Linked DNA regions of Mus musculus: all the other regions are linked to region 1. The links are chromatin contacts, called in public promoter capture Hi-C maps. All regions are on one chromosome and are shown on one strand. Each heading gives the region's core, a stretch centred on a gene start, on an enhancer-like site or on the middle of the called end of the contact. The rest is flanking DNA. Distances are from core to core; before and after follow the strand shown.

Region 1 (3,208 bases), core at 308-2,807:
TCAGGCACTGGTCCTGAGAACTCAGCCTCTAGCCCCTAGAACTCAGGCTCTGACCCTTGAAACTCAGGCTCCGTCCCCAGAACTCAGATTTCAGTCTCAGAACTCAGACACTGCCCTTGGGTCACCCACGGGAGCCTGTCCAGTCCCGCACGGCCCGCAGTACCTGTGTCTCCGGCCCGGGCAGGATTGTCCGGACGGTCCGCCCGTCCTTCCAGAAGAGTCAGCAGCTCTCTGGGATCCCAGCTTTGGAACCGGATCATCGGTCACTGCACCATCCAGGACTATTGCGCATACACACTCTCAAACGGCCTGCTGGGAAATGTAGTCCTCGAGTCCGCTCTCTCTCCTTCCGGGGACTCGCCAGTGTTGCAGTATAGATAGTAGAGCTCAGGTTCGAATCCCGAGACTACAAGAACGGAGGCGAGGCTCAAACTGGCTTTTCTTTTCTAAAATCGGGTTCTGCATCACTTCAGAGTGTAACGGCTGAGGTAGGACATGGGCAGAAACCAGGGATGGTAAAGAGAGCCATGACTTGAAAATTTGGAGTGCAAAGGAAAAGTGGGAATGGAAGTTATTGAGGACGGACTTCCACTTTGTATCCCAGTAAGGATCTATAACGGTACAATCTAGACTTGAGTTGACACTGGAATTTGCATCACGGTCCTACATATAGATTAGGGACAATGATAATTCCTAAACTTAACTGTGTGATCTAAAAAGAGTTCACCTGGTTAGGTTTGTTAGCAATGAGTCTAGAAGATTCTAGTACTAGTCTATTTATTCTTGAGAGTCTCATGTAGCCTAGGCTGGCTTCAAACTCCTGATCCTCCTGCCTCAGCTTCCTGTGTGCATCCAGCCTCCATTTCTGCTACGAAGCCCCAATCACCAAACCCCACTTTTTTCTATTAGTGAATAGAACACATACGTATCACTATGTAGAGTAGGCTGGCCAGGAACTCACAGGCATCTACCTACCTCTGCCTCCCAAGTGTGGGGATTAAGCTGGGGTTCATCACTCCCATCATTCTCAGCTACCCATATGTTTAAGCCAAGATCTCATATAGCCAAGGCTGACCTCAAACTTGCTGTGTAGGACAGATCGACCCAAACTCCTGATTCTCTTGCCTCCACCTCCACATCACAACTGACTGTCCTAACTTTTAAGCTTTCAAAAATTCCACAAGGGATATAAGCATGATTTTGCTGTGACATTTAAAGTAAATAAAGATCTAAATACTTGTTGTTGTTGTCGTCATCATCGTCTGAGGCAGGGTTTCTTTGTGTAGCCTTGGTTGTCCTGGAACTCAAGCAGTAGCCAAGGTTAACCTTGAATTCAGAGATCCTCCTACCTGTATCTCCAGAGTACTGGGATTAAAGGTGTGCCATCACCATTTGAACTGGGGGCAAGAATTTAATGAAATATTCTTTGAACGGTCGATAGCTACAGAAGTTAAAATTAGTCGTTAGTCGGGCAAATTTTTTTTTAAAGACTACATTTCCCAGAAGGCCGCGGCGCCTCCAACACCTCCAAAGCCGATCTGGAGGGCTGACGTAACACGGAAGTCTGCACGTGCGAGCGGCCGGCCAGCGTCATGGCGGCCGCCCATCTCCTCCGGGCTTCCCGGGTGTGGGCCCGCTGGCATCCCCGGGCGCTCCCGGTCCTCAGAAGACCTGGAGGATTCTCTATCCGGGAATATGCTAAAAAGCCAGGTGAGTTGGCTCCGAAGGAACCAAAGTGGGTACGGCCGGAGCGCTGCTGGGGAGGTGGGGTTCTGAGGATTGACTGCGCAGGCGCAGCGTTACGGAGGCCAAACGGTGCGTGCTAGCGTAGTGAGGCCTGCGGGTGCGCCGCTAGCCTCTACGCTCAGTGCGCAGGCGCGGCCCTTGTGGGACAGGGCGGGACCAGGCTGGGTGTCACGCTTCAACTTTGAGTAAATCACCAAACATAACCAACATCAACTAAGTTATTGTCATTATTTTAATTTAAAAAGTAATGTGGGTGGGCAGGTTGGTTCATTGTGCAAGGTGCTTGCCTGGAAAGCCTTGAGTTTGATCCCCAGGACCCACATAAGCAGGGAAGGAGATGACCAATCCCACAAGCACTGTGACAGTGTACACACCCGTGATAATCATTATTTAAAATTATTTAAAAATTACGCTTTGAGGCGAACGTGATACCTTTAATCCCAGCAGAGAAGCAGAGTGATCTCTGTGAGTTCCAGGCCTGCCAGGAAGACCCCATCTCAAAAATATTTTTAGTGTTTACTTTTTTGTGTTGTTCCAGGAGAGCTACATCATGACATACCCTGTCTTCAAAAAAAAAAAAAAAAAATGTTGCCAAGTTGGCCTAGAGTTACCGAGCCATCTCTCTCTTCTCAGAATTGGTTTTTTGTTTTTTTTTTTGAGACAGGGTCTTATGACTCCCCAGCCTCAGCTCCAGAATGCTGGGATGCCAGGCATGTGCCACCATGTCAACATCACTGAATGGAAGAGGGGTTGTGTAGTATGGGCTGGGCCTTCAGGGCCCACGGGAGTGGGACAGGTCTGTGCCATAACAAGGGACCCTGTTATGCATGGAGAGAGCTGGGGCTGTTGGTTGTTGGAGGCCACACAAAGGAGGGTTGAAGGAGGGCAGAGCTGGGCAGGCTGAAGTGTCCCGTTCTCTCACTGTGCAGTTGGCAAGGGCGGCAAGGGCGGCGTGGCCGCTGAGGCCCTGAAGGACCCCGAGGTGTGCACAGACCCCACTCAGCTCACCACACATGCCATGGGGGTCAACATCTACAAGGAAGGCCAGGATGTGGCCCTGAAGGCAGACTCCGAGTACCCCACATGGTGAGTGTACCACACTGCATAGGAATCCTGACACCCAGCCTTCAGGAACATGGGGCTCCAGGATAGCCCCCTGAGGCCTGCTGTGCTCGTCTACCCTTGTCATGGGTGGTTCTGGATGCCAGTGAGTACACAAGACCATATGTCCCCAAAGGCTGAAGGGGGCAGCAGGACTCTGCTTCTTGACATTTATGACTGATCCCCAGCTACCCTTGTTCCAGGGACCCAGAGGGTTGGTCAACAGCACAAGTATCCCCTTCCCAGGGCAAGCTGGGAACCAGTTACCTGAGCAGGCAGATATGGTGGGCTACATTCTCAGGAGATTGGGAGAGGCAGGGGCAGTGGGATGCAGACTGGGCAATAAGTGTTTCCTGGGGAG
Region 2 (3,208 bases), core at 501-3,000, 1.1 Mb after region 1:
GGCTGGGCAAGCTTCTTCCCTTTGCTTTCTCCCTGCCCTTCTCAAACCTGAACGTCTATGCATCCTGGGCCACACTCACCAAAGTACTTAGTCGTGGTGCCGTCTTCTGTGTGAACCACTACCAGCCCAGGCCGTAGGACCTGTAGTGTGGGGACATGGGATGCCAAGATGCCAAAGGCTCCAGTCAGCGTAGGCACGTCCACTTGCTTGACGTTGGCACTGTCAAAGAACACCTGCAGAGAGTGTACACCATGGGGTAGGCATTATCCCATGCCTGCTGTACAGTGGGCACAGAGAGGATGGAATTCTGATGGGACACAGACACTACCAAGAGCTGACATTAGACTCAGCTTGCTCACCTGTGAAATGTCTATGTCTAAAAGAGTGTCTAGAAGAGGTGACTGAAACAGAGGGCAATGCAGTGTAGTGCAGCGTGCTGATCCAGCCCCTGGTATGGGGTTTCTGAGAAACCCAAAGGCTGTCTCACAACCACTCAGGAAGTTGCTATGAGGTAGTCAAAAGTGTAAAACCAACCCAGGCTTACAAATAGCATGGCTGTAAGTTGGTAAAACCTTGGCTAAGGTCTATCCAATTAAGGATATTAGGTCCAGGGCTGGAGAGATGGCTCAGTGGGTAAGAGCACTTCCGAAGGTCCTGAGTTCAAATCTCAGCAACCACATGGTGGCTCACAACCACCCATAATGAGAACTGATGCCCTCTTCTGGTTTGTCTGAAAACAAACAGTTTACTTACATACAATAAATAAGTAAATCTTTAAAGAAAAAAAAAAAAAAGGATATTTGGTCCAGGCAAACCCAACAGGATGAGGAGCTTCGGTCAATCCCAGGTGACCCCAACAGTGGCCAGGCTTCTGTTCTGAGTCCAAATCTCCTTCAGGATCTGGGTCCAGGCAATTTCCAAGAGCTCCAGGTCTGGGTACTGGTGACCCCTATCTGGGCAACAGCTTGGGGACTTGGGGAATCCCCCACGGGTAGAAACTGTGAGCCATGTAAAACCCAAAGGCATTGCTCTGTGCTCCATTGTTCATCCTAGCTCCAAGTGACACCACCTAAGCCTTGAGTAGAGCCTGGGGTTCATATCAATCTCGGGTACAACACCCAAGGACAGGGCCTGAGTGACCACCACCAAGGTGTAGAGCCTAGAACACCCCAAAACAGAAGGGTTTGTGAAGGCAAAATCTGGGTTCCAGATATAGGTGATCCACCTCCCAGAGGGTGGAGTCTTATGTCCAGGTGACGCCCTTAGGGGTGGAGCATGAAGTTTCAGTGAACACTGAGGTCGAGCCCTGGGTCCAGGTGACCCCATCCAGGGGTGAGGTCTGGGGTGGGGGGAGGTTCACAGGGCCCCATGGGGATGAAACAAATGACCTAATACAAGAGAACCTCTTCCACGGGTCAGATCAGGGGCTTGACGAGTCTGGGGGATGTGAGTTCGTACCTGCGTCGGGGAGGCAAAGGTGAAGGACATCTGTCCGGGCCCGGCGGCGGGGGCAGGTGCAGCGGCGGCCTCGGCGTATGTACGCGCCTGAAGCATCAGGCGGCGCAGGCCCGGGTGACGAAGCAGTGAGGCGGGCAACATGGTGGCGGAAAAGTCAGTGGACTCTAGCTTCGCGGGCGGCCGACACACTGGGCAAGCGAGGCGGCCTTCAGGGAGGGAGAAGGACGACGCGCGGTGCCTTCTGGGAGGCGCAGTTCCCACAAGAACGCACGCGCACAGGATTCTCCGAAGGCTGCGCGATGCAGTACGCGCTGAGCATTCTGGGAGGTATACTTTCCCTTGGCCCCACCCCTTGCAGTGATGCCTAGAAGTGGGATCCTCCTATGCCGGGTGGGTCATTCTGGGAATTGTAGTTTTCTTCGCCTTCTAACAGCAAACGACTCTGGGTTCTTGGGATGCGGTTCTTTCTGCAAACGAACATATTCCCTCAGGAGGGGAATGTTTGCGCGGAAATGATATGGGCTTGATATCAGGTGCCAAGCATTCGAGGCCCAGAAGAAGCAAACCTGTAACGTGTTGGAACAGAAGAATTAAAATGTAGAGTGCGGTGACACACTCTTGCAATCCCCGCACTCGGAACAACCTATTTCCAAAAGTGCATCAAATATAGATGGGCAGTGGTGGCGCGTGCCTTTATTCCCAGCACTTGGGAGGCAGAGGCAGGCGGCTTTCTGAGTTTGAGACCAGCCTGGTCTACAGAGTGAGTTCCAGGACAGCCAACAGCCAGGATTATACAGAAAAATCCTATCTCGAAACACACACACACACACACACACACACACACACACACACACATATATATATATGCATATGCCAGGCGCAGTTAATCCCAACTCCCCGGAGGAAGACTCAAGCGGGGCTCCATGAGTTTGAGACCAACCAGGACTACATCATGAGAAGCTGCTAAATAAATAATTAAATTTCATGATGCCCGCTGCGGTGCGTGCTGGGGAGAGGTCGTGCCAGGAAAGAAGTGCACCGGATGGCGGCAGAGGGCGCGCGAAACCTGGAGATGTACTCGCTCTTCTCCGCAGTCCCCTCCCTGCGGGCCTCCGCCCCTGCGTGCCACTGACGCAGGAGCCCGTGCGCAGGCGGCCAAGGGGCCCCACTGACGCCAGTCTTGTCCGCGCAGCCTCGCTCTCGGTCATGACGTCATCACCCTGCCCCCGCACTCACGCAGGTTCCGGCCTCCGCTCAGCTCTTGGTCCCCATGCCCCACCACGTAGGTTCACAGAAAATGCAGGCATAGGCTTGATGGGGCAAACAGAAGGAAAGCCATTAGCTTTGTTGGATCTTAGAGGAGCAGCTGGCAGCTAGAGGGTCGTGGTCACCCTTGAACCAGAGCCTGGCAGATGCAAGACTACAAGCTAGACTACAAACTTATTCTACTAACTAGAGACTCTGGCACGCAGACCTGCTCAAAAGCCAGCAGTCCTGGCCTTAATCAATCTCTATGAGAGACACCTAGTTCCCAGTCTCTATAATCTGGACAGTTTCCCTGGGCAGTGGGCAGCTAGAAACCCCATTCCCTTCCCTACTCCAGCTCTTAAACAGATACACACGCGCGCGCGCACACACACACACACACACACACACACACACACACACACACACACACCCATACCCGTCCCAGGATCCCATATCTACTCAAATGCTCCATGAAGTAAGAACTCAACGCTAGAAAGATCAT
Region 3 (3,208 bases), core at 521-3,020, 1.1 Mb after region 1:
CAAGTAAGGCCATTAGGGGCAGCCATGACCCTTTTCCTTCTTCTCCATACCCCCTCCCTCCATCCTCTGTGCTTTTTCCAGACAAAGGACAGGCCATACTGGGGACAGAGACTCCACAAGCTAAAACTAGAAAACTTAGGCCAAGGAAGTCTCACCCTGCTCCCTGCACGGCCACTGAGTGTTAATCAAACCCACATGTGACCAGTGTAGCTGGCGGGCCGTGGGGGTAGGGGGCCCACTGAGCGATGGTCCTGCCAGGTTGCTGAGAGGACCTGGGGTCCCTGCCCTCAGCCCAAAGGAGCTGACCTCACAGCTCTGCCTTGATGGTAGGGGACAGAGAGCTCCCACTCCCACCGAGAGACACTGTTGGCCCTTGTGCCACAGCTTGCCTCAAAGACCACCTTTTTTTTGCAACTTTCTGTTGATGGATCAAGAGGGCAGCTTGGCTGATCCATCAACTAAGTTCCTCACTGGCCAGCCTCGGACACATGGGGACTCTCGATCTATACTGCACCCAAGCCTTGGAACCCCAAAGCCTATCTCCCAAGACACCCTCCAGCATGCCCCCACTTCTGAGACCCTTCTGACCCGGAAGGTTCTATGCTTTCCAGAATGTGGTCAGTGGCTGTAAACTTTTTACTCAGCCTGTAACAGTGGCTTCTGCTGTGTCCCCTGACTGTACCCAGTGCCTGGCAGGGTCTGACCCATGGGGTGCCACCAAACAGACAGGCAGGACCCGGTGCCTTGCTGGGTGTGGCAGGCTGGGTACCACCAGGGTCTCCAGCCCTAGCACCAGTTCTCTGGGCATGACCTTGAGGCAGCCCCTCCTGGCTCCTGCACCTCAGTTTCCCCCCGCAGCTACAAAGGTGGAAAACGATAAGCCTAGGCTGCACCCCTCAAACTGACCTCCGTCGCTTTGGTGCCTGGTCCCCTCTGTTCCTCTAAAGTGTCTGGGGGATTGGAGCACCCCTTGGAGTGAACGAGTGAACATAGGGGTAGAAAGGGGATTTTGTAACTTCCCCAAGTTCATCTGGAGAACCAAAGACAGGACTCTCAGAACCTTCTCAAAAGAGCCAAGTCCGGGGATTCCTTGGGTGGAAGGGAAGTCCCCAGGGATATTTGCCAAACCCTCAGCCCTCCAGGGTGCTCCCTCCTCCAAGAGGCCAGGGGTTCAAGGGTGTCCCCCAAGCAAGTACAGAGAAGGAACTCCTGAGTCTGAGGGTGCAGAGGGCTTCCCCCAAAGTCCAGGAGCTCTTGGGGGAATACTAGGCACCCCCGAAGTTCAGGAGGAGGTCCGTGCGCTGCAATCCCCAGGGCTGGGGCCTCTTGGGGTCCCCGGGGGTTCCCCCAATCAAGCTCACCTGGGGTTGCTACGGTTCCAGTAGACTGCGTATCGGTCAGCGTTGGCCCGGGCCGGGTCCTCGTTGCGCGCACGCAGCGGCAGCAGCAGCAGCAGCAGCGGCAGCAGCGGGCGCTGCGCGGGCGCCATGGCCCCGGTGCTGCCGCCGCGCTCGCTCCCTCGCTCTCCAGCCGCCGCCTGGCCCCGCCGTCTCCGCCTCCGCCTCCGCCGCCGAGCGGGCGGAGCGCCGCGCGCGCTTGGAGATCTGCCGCCCCGCCTCTGCGCGCGGCCCCCGCCGTAGACCGCGGGCGCCGAGAAACCAGGCGGCGGCGGCGGCGGCGGCGGCGGCGGCGACGGCGGCGCGGGGCAGAGGCCCGAGCGGTGCACTGCGCAAGGCGCTCTCCCGGGTTCCCCGGGCGCGGGGGCTCCCCTCGCCTTTGTCCCCGCTGGAGCGTCTTGGAGGGTCGCGGGCGCCCCCTCCCGCCGCGCCCCGGACCCTCCAAGCCTCTGCCCGGGCCCCGCCCCGGCCAGACTCGCGCAGACTCTGCCGCGGATCCCCAGGGTCCCGCCCTAGCCTCCCGCATCGGGAAGGGGACCCCAGAGCGCTGAGCTTGTGCGGGGGTGGGGGGGCTTTGTGGCCCCACCCTGGGTAGGTTGTAGCGAAGTGCTTGTTTGCGCCGCGCCTGGCATCTCAGTACTTAGGAGGCTGAGGCAGGAGGATTGACGCGAGTTCCAGGCCATCCTAGGCTACAGTGTCAGATCAGATCTGATAAAACAAAGAAGTCGTAGGCCAGTTGTGGTGGTGCACACCTGCCCTCCCAGCATTCGGGAGGCTGAGGCAGAAGGATCAGACATTCAAGGTCATCCTCGGCTACATAGAGGGTTCTAGGCCAACCTGGGCTACATGAAACCGCAGCAGAAAAGAACTAAAGTTCCAAGTCACCCTTTCCTAGCTTTCCATCCTCCTCGACTGTACATCCTTGAGGCCTCTGGGAGTCACTTCAGGAACTCTGGGAATCACCCCAATTCCTGGCAGGTGAAAGGACACTCGCTCGCTTGCTCGCTCAGGGAGGGCTTTCCCTACAACACCTAGATCAGAGCTGTGTGAACCAGATGGGTTTGCTGGCTTGTTTTTCACTTGCTGGGTCCTGTGCTTGGTGTTGGGGACCACAGAGCAGTTGGATTCTAAAATGTCCTTCTGTGTGCGGACTGGGAAAAGCTAAAGCTGGCCAGTGTTATTATTACCTGGGACCAAAAAGGCCAGGGTGGCACTGTAGAAATTAGATATGTGGCCTTCTGTGACAAGTTCCCCACATGCCACACACATAAACATGTGTTCACTTGTGCTTGTGTGTACACACACACACACACACACACACACTGGGTGGGCACAGATGTGAAATCTTTACCCAGACCTGGAAGTGCTCTGTCCCCACTCTCCACTGAAATATGTCTCTCCTCTTTGTAGGCCCGGCTTTACTTGGGGACCTGAACTTGGCTGTCAAGGGTATTCTGGGATTTCCAGGTCAAGCCCTGGTGGCACCCACAGGACACAGGGCCACATGTCTAAGCATTCTGCCCATAAAGGTGAATGTTGGGGAGCTGCCCTGTCTGGGACATGAGCACCCCCTTTGCAATGGGGAGGGCAACCAAGAGGGTAGTCTCATCTACTAGACTGTATCTGTTAGGTTCTCAATCACCAGGGCCAGTCACAAGGACACCTAGCAAGGAGGCCACATCACCAGGCCTCATTTGCATGCTGGGGCCACCGAGTTGAGAGCTGCCTGCCGCCAGTGGATTTGAGCAGAAAGCTTTGCCTTCTGTTCTTGTCTGTTGTCTCAAGGTCAGATCCAGAGTGAGGACAGGAAC
Region 4 (3,208 bases), core at 388-2,887, 1.0 Mb after region 1:
ACCCAGCTTCTAGGACACAGGTCAATTCAGAGCCTGGTCTTGAGACGTTGGGCAAAGAGCCAAGTGACAGTCAAGTGCAGGGCCCTGGAATTTGAGGAAATGTCTTGTTTTCTGTAAATAAAATTTAACAGATCCCCTCTTTAAGGTTGCACGCAAACTATGCTGCAGCAGCAAAGCTCACAAGCCCTCCCTGCCTCGGGCCTGAAGGGTGGCTGCAGCACACACCACACTCCACATACCCCATTCCCTGGAAGGACAGGGACAGATGCAGGGTTCTGGCAGAAGCAGCCAGGGCTGTGAACAGAAATGGAAAGATGGGGGAAGGGGGACCAAAGCAGCAGGAAGGACGGCAGGAACAAGGGAACTACCAGCAGAAACAAGGGTTTATGTAGTAGAAGGGATCGTAGAAGCAGGAAAGGTTTTCCAGAGGGATTACAGGCAGCAGAGTTGGGGGAACAGGGTTCCCAGCAAGGATGGGAGTTCATTAAAGCAGGGTGGGGTTTCAGGAGATAACAAGGGCTCTGCAGCGTTATGGGAACTCAGACAACAAAAGATGAGGCTCAGGTAACAAGGACTGGGGTTTGGGCAGCAAATATGTCCATAGCAAAGAAAGAGGTTCAGGTAGGAGTCAGGTAAAAGAGGTGGGGTTTGCAGTAGGGAAACAAAGATGGGGTTCACAGAGGAACTGAGATTCAAGCTGCAGAAACTTGAGTTCAGCAGGAAATATAGGGTTTACAGCAATGAATGGGAGGTCAGGCTAGAGGGAGTTTGGGCGCGGAGACTGCGATTCTGACATGAAACTCAGAGTTCACAACAGGGATAAGGTTCGAGCAGCAAATTGGGGGCTTAGACTGCAGAGAGGGGGTCAAAGGGAAGAAATAAGGCAAGAAATCCAGAATTTTCAGCAAGGACATAAATTCAGGCTGCTGAGACAGGGTACCAAGCAGTAAATTCACGATTCAGGCGGCACGGGGTGTGTGTGTGTATGTGTGTAATGTTGGGTTGATACTGCAGAGGTCGAGGTATCCGGTCAATAAGGGGCCTCCAGCAGGAAACTCGGGGTCTTAGCAAGGACACGGGTTCAGGCTGCAAAAAAGGGGTATAAGGTAGGAAACTCGGGGCTCAGGTTGCAGAAGAGAGATATAAGGCCGGAAATACGGGGTTCAGGCTGCAGAAGATAGGGATCAGGCCGGAAATACGAGGCTCTCGGCAGGGATGGGGCTCAGGCTGCAGAGAAGGGGACTTAGGTCAGAAACACAGGGTTTGCACCAGGAAACGAGGTTCTCAGCCCCCCAGGGGCCTCGGCCGCACGTGGGCCCTGCGCAGAACCGGACGCGGCCCAGCTGGTCCAGCCCAGCCGCCGCCCTTCCCCAGGCTCTCCGCCTGCACCCCGCCCGGCCCTCCCCAGGCCGCAGCGGGCTCACCCACCCAGCCCGCCTGACGCGGCGTCCGAGCCTGAGCGACCAGGCCGCGGCGGTCCCAACGGCGGAAGCCCGCCCGCCAACCGCCGCCGCAAGCCCGCGCGCTCACCGCCTCCGCCGCCGCGCAGATCCCCGCGGGCTAGGGGCGGGGCCTGCCTCACAGCGGCGCCGAGTCCCGCCCGCGCCGCCGCCCAATGGGAACTGCGTACCTGCGCCTCGACCCCGCCCCCCAAGAGCGCGCCACCTCCTGCGGGCCACGCCTCAGCCCATCGGTCACGCCCTCCACCGCCTTCCCTCCTGCCCAACTTGTGGAGTGCGCGGCGAGGGCTCCCCCTGGGCCCGAGGCAGGGTAGACCGGGAGGCCCGCTCCAAGTCCCACCCCCCGCTGCTGGCCAATAAGAAGATGGAGCTCACATCATGGCCCCTCCCACAGACGGCGGCGGCCTCCCTAGACCACGCCTCAGCCCGTAGTCCACGCCCCAGTTTTCCTACATCCTGCAATGGTTCCTGAGACGGAAAGTGGGCCCTTTTTCCAGACAGATTTCCGCCTGCGAGCAGCTATGCGAAGACAGAGGGGGGTTGGGAAGGCGAAGGCCTCACGAGCTCCTCACAGACTTCTAGTACCTTCCAGCTTCCGAAGTAACCCGATTCCCACCCCAGAAGGAAGTTATCCCACCTATGTGGGAAAAAAAAAAAGCCATCCAGTGAGGATGCCCAAGTCCTGAAGTGGAAAATAGAATGTGAGATGGCCTCATACCTAGGTCCCCAAGCATAGTCAGCGACTGGGAGGGAGGGGGGCTGCATCCAGGACCTGTATCCATGGACTTTTCTAGAACTGGAAGTTTCCAGTTTGGCTGCCGACAAATGTTTTTGTTTTTGTTTTTTTGAGACAGGATCTTTCTGTATAGCTGTGGCTGTCCTGGTACTCACTTTGTAGAGACCAGGCTGGCCTCAAACTCTACCTGCCTCTGCCTGCCAAATGCTGGGATTAAAGGCGTGTGCCACCACTGCAGGTGAGGTTCACACTCAAATTCTTAACTAAGGCAGTTAGGCTGCTCACCTGAGCAATGTCACTGACCTGGTCTCTCATGACTGTTTTTCCTTTTTAAAATGGTTTACTTATTCCCATTTCATGCGCATTGGCGTTTGCCTGCATGCATGTCTGTGTGAAGCCATCAGATCTTGGAGTACTACAGGAAGTTGTGAGGGGCCACGTGGGTGCTGGGATTTGAACCTCCATCCTCTGGAAGAGCCATCTCTCCAACCTAAGTGTTTTTCTACTGTGCTTATTACAGATGGAGAACAAGTGTTGTTGTTGGCCACAGAGGTGAGATGACGGGCCTGCACCCTGGGTGTCATTAGGATGGTGGCTTGTGCCACAAGTGACATGGGGTCAGGAATCCCAGGCCCAGAAGCTTAGATGGCAGTACTAGGGTCTCCTGACAGCACTGGCCAAAGTGGGCAGTGTGTGTGTGTTCTAGGCCACTGATTCTCAGGTAATTCTCTTGAAGTGAGGATTGTCACATTGTCACCACCAAGCATTACTGGTCTGCATAAGCTTGGAGGTTATGCGTGGTGGAGGGGATGTGGGTGAGTGGGTGGTGTGAGCGTGTCCGTGGGATGCATGGGATGGCCAGGTCTCTCAGCAAGGTTGGTTCTATAGGTTCACAATTGAAGCAGAAGCAGTGAGCAAAAGATGGTAATGTAAGGAATTAGTTAAACCCAGTCACCAGTTAACCAACCCATTCATCAGTTTAGCCGTTTACTAATCAACCCATCCATTTAGT
Region 5 (3,208 bases), core at 389-2,888, 1.0 Mb after region 1:
TTGTTTTAACTGGCATAGGGTCTCTTTGTGTTGCCTAAGCTGCTTCTGAACTCTGACCTCAGGAGAGCCTTCTGAGCAGCTAGGACTGCATGAAGCACAAGTCTGGCTCAGACCAGATTTCTGTGCTGTCATGCTGGGAATGAAATGTGGGGCCCTGAACACATTCAGTGAATGTTTTAACACTGGACCACATCTCCAGGCCTCCTCCTCTTCCTGCCTTTTAAAATGGTATTACTATGTATCCATGGCCGGCCTGGAACTCCCAGAAATCTTAGTGCCCTTCTTTTGAAGCAGGGATCCAGTATAGCCCAGGCTAGGCTCATCCTGCCTCAGCGTCCCAAGGGATGGGATCACAGCTGTACAGTACAATGCCTTACAGCAAACATCCTCCTTGTTGTCTCTAAGGTGTTAGTTTCTCCTTCAAATAGGACCACAGTAAGGTCTATTAACTGTCACCAGCAAGATCACAGCTGAGCCTGAGTGAATTCAGGCGCCAGCAGTCAACACCACGAATCACCAAGCCCTCCACTCTTCAAGGGGGCTACATCACAGCTGGGCTGGGTACAGTGGTGGGGTCTGTAACCCCAGCAATGAGAGACTGTAGCAGGAACATGAGTTTGATATGACTCTAGGCCACACAGGAAGACCCTATCTTTAAAAGAAAAAATAATGTTGGGTATAGTAGTAAGTCTGTCATCCTAGTATTTGGGGTCAGAGCCTGGAGGATCAGGAGTTCAAAGTCAGCCTCTTATACATGAGATCCTGTCTCCAAAGCAGGCATTTGGGGCTGGAGTTGTGTTGGCAGAGTCCCTGCCTGGCATGCACCAAGCTCTTAGTTCCATCCCTGGTGCTGTATAAATGGGCTTGACTGTGCACACCTGCCATCCCAGCATTAGCAGTGAAGGCATTCGGATGAAGCCTTCAAGATCACCCACAGTATAGAGTTTGAGCTAGGACCCATCAGACACTGTCTCAAAGCAACAACAAAACACAGAAGGAGTTAGACCCGACTTCCTGAGTTCTCCCACTCCTTATGTTAACACTGCAACCTGCTAGGCGATGGGAGGTTCCACTTAGCAACTGTCGCTCACGTCTACCAAACTGCACAGGTGTTTAATCCCTGTACATAAAGAGAAAGACACCAAAGCTTTGGCAGGGAAACTAAGACATCTGCTCTAGAGGCCCTTGCTAGCTGTCCAGGTTGGGGATGAGATGGAAAGAGCCACCGGGTGGGTGGCCTAAGTGTCCTGGGCCTCTCCCCTGTCCCACTCTGTGCTTCGGGGACATCAGCCGGGTTTCTGCAGTCAGCTTCCTGAGGTTGGAAGATACACAGGCCTCAGCGTTCCCGACTATAATCAGGGACGATAGCAGGAGGCCTGCAACTTGCTATGTAGACCATGCAGAACTGTGTAACGTGAATTCAAACATGCTTCGGCCTAATGCTAGACACCGACATTACCGAGGGCTGGGATCTGACCTATAGGTCTCTACGGTCCCAACGCCTCTCAACACTAGGCTTGGGCTCCAAGGTCCCCGCAGCGCCAGCTCGGAGCCCAGGACTACGCCACTCTCCCGACCGCAAGGGCTTCACTCACCCGCCAGCGCCGCCATCTTGGCCTCGGCCTTCAGACAACCTCTGCGGTCCGTCCTCCAAAGAGTTCCGGTTCTAGTCCAACGCCCAAATAGACACCAGCGGAAACCCGCACCACAAGCCGAGTGGTTCTGACCCGCTTTATACCTGTGGTCGCGTCCGCGCAGAGTGCGCCACGGTCGTCCTGTGACAAACAGGAAACAGCGACAAAATAAAGAACTTCCACTTTATTCAGTATTAGGGAATGAAAAAGTCGCTGTGGTCGTCCCTGGGTGGGCTCGAACCACCAACCTTTCGGTTAACAGCCGAACGCGCTAACCGATTGCGCCACAGAGACGACATTAGTCAGCTGCTTATAGTATAACCCTACAAGGTTTGACAGACAAATTGTGAAGTGCGCTTGCGCGCTAAAGCAATGGCACGGGGCGGAGGGAGGGTGTTACCGACAAACAGCGCGTCGCCGAAATAGCTCAGTTGGGAGAGCGTTAGACTGAAGATCTAAAGGTCCCTGGTTCGATCCCGGGTTTCGGCAAGTGTTTTTAACTCATTGATGAACCTGTCTTCCGTTTTTGAGATTTTTGATTCGTTTTGAACCACAGTCTTGAATTAGTCCAATCCAATGTTGAACTTTTACGTTCTATTTACATATTAGCAATCAGTCCTGCATTCTTCCAATTAATAGGTCTAAAGCCATTACTGACTATGAAATGTAAAAGTATCGGGGTGAATTGTTTACACACCTGTCAGACTAGCACCCCAGAGAAGCAGGAGGATGTGTACGAGGACAAGTTCTTCCTCTCAAAAAGCCAAAATTATTATTGTTGTTGGTAATGATGTTGTTAAGTAACTTTTTTTTTTTTTTCTTTTTTGGTTTTTCGAGACAGGGTTTCTCTGTATAGTCCTGGCTGTCCTGGAACTCACTCTGTAAACCAGGCTGGCCTTGAACTCAGAAATTCACCTGCCTCTGCCTCCCAAAGGTAACATTTTTTTAAAATGGCTCAGCAGAGCATTGGTTCCTCTTTCAAAAGAATGGGAATTCAATTCCCAGCATCCCATAACCTTCTAAAACTCCAATTCATGGGTCTCTGATGGCTCTTTTGATCTCTCCAGGCACCAGGCATGCATGCAGTCAAAACACCCACACATAAAATAATAAAGTAAAATGAATAAATGTAGGTGGTTAGTGAGCACTCTCTCCTATCACGCAGAAGACCCTGGTTCCACCTCGGCACCACATAAACAAGGCATGTGTGGCGTGCCTGTCATTCCAGCCCTGGGGAGGTTGAGGCAGGAGAGTTAGGAGTCCTTGGCTAGACAGCAAACTCAAGGCCAACCATGATAATGAGAATGATAAAGGTCTGAACTGGTTCAGTGGATAAAAGCAGTTGACTGCTGCTAGACCTGAGTTAGATCTCTAGATCCCACAAGGTGGCAGGAGAGAACTGGAGTCCGAAAGTTGTCCCAGGCATGGGTACCAATGGCTCATGCTGCACATTTGCATGAGCACACACACTCGCAGACACACACACACATGAGCACGCACACACACATTATCCCTGCCTCTTATTTCCAGAGCGCTTGGCTTGGCATTAAGGGATGGGAGGTGGCTGTCATTTG

The links. Capture Hi-C pulls out chosen DNA fragments and counts their contacts.
Region 2: a contact with region 1 is called in a promoter capture Hi-C map of adipose tissue, with 3 times the contacts expected there. The contact joins the promoter of Atp5d here to the promoter of Mrpl54 in region 1. A contact is called at or near these places in 1 of 39 promoter capture datasets (liver), 1 of 484 Hi-C or Micro-C datasets (B cells), 3 of 115 datasets of contacts at active chromatin or transcription factors (embryonic forebrain, microglia and pancreatic cancer cells) and 2 of 9 other capture datasets (adipose tissue and liver).
Region 3: a contact with region 1 is called in a promoter capture Hi-C map of liver, with 4 times the contacts expected there. The contact joins the promoter of Efna2 here to the promoter of Mrpl54 in region 1. A contact is called at or near these places in 3 of 39 promoter capture datasets (cranial neural crest, liver and pre-B cells), 1 of 115 datasets of contacts at active chromatin or transcription factors (embryonic forebrain) and 2 of 9 other capture datasets (adipose tissue and liver).
Region 4: a promoter capture Hi-C map of liver shows a contact between it and region 1. The contact joins the promoter of Pwwp3a here to the promoter of Mrpl54 in region 1. A contact is called at or near these places in 1 of 39 promoter capture datasets (liver) and 2 of 9 other capture datasets (adipose tissue and liver).
Region 5: a contact with region 1 is called in a promoter capture Hi-C map of liver, with 2.8 times the contacts expected there. The contact joins the promoter of Ndufs7 here to the promoter of Mrpl54 in region 1. A contact is called at or near these places in 1 of 39 promoter capture datasets (liver) and 2 of 9 other capture datasets (adipose tissue and liver).

The regions. Positions count from the first base shown.
Region 1 is chr10:81,265,275-81,268,482 of GRCm38.p6, reverse strand. It overlaps Mrpl54 (mitochondrial ribosomal protein L54), which reads left to right and starts at 1,557. Exons shown (of 3, transcript NM_025317.2): 1 at 1,557-1,710; 2 at 2,676-2,832. The coding sequence starts at 1,593. Apba3 (amyloid beta (A4) precursor protein-binding, family A, member 3) reads right to left here and starts at 311. Exons shown (of 11, transcript NM_018758.2): 1 at 164-311.
Region 2 is chr10:80,140,857-80,144,064 of GRCm38.p6, reverse strand. It overlaps Atp5d (ATP synthase, H+ transporting, mitochondrial F1 complex, delta subunit), which reads right to left and starts at 1,750. Exons shown (of 4, transcript NM_025313.2): 1 at 1,459-1,750; 2 at 80-233. The coding sequence starts at 1,599.
Region 3 is chr10:80,178,044-80,181,251 of GRCm38.p6, reverse strand. It overlaps Efna2 (ephrin A2), which reads right to left and starts at 1,770. Exons shown (of 4, transcript NM_007909.3): 1 at 1,362-1,770. The coding sequence starts at 1,489.
Region 4 is chr10:80,225,027-80,228,234 of GRCm38.p6, reverse strand. It overlaps Pwwp3a (PWWP domain containing 3A, DNA repair factor), which reads right to left and starts at 1,637. Exons shown (of 14, transcript NM_023431.5): 1 at 1,531-1,637.
Region 5 is chr10:80,247,879-80,251,086 of GRCm38.p6, reverse strand. Ndufs7 (NADH:ubiquinone oxidoreductase core subunit S7) reads right to left here and starts at 1,638. Exons shown (of 8, transcript NM_029272.4): 1 at 1,596-1,638. The coding sequence starts at 1,611. It overlaps n-TFgaa3 (a tRNA gene), which reads left to right and starts at 2,051; the gene lies at 2,051-2,123. n-TNgtt7 (a tRNA gene) reads right to left here and starts at 1,928; the gene lies at 1,855-1,928.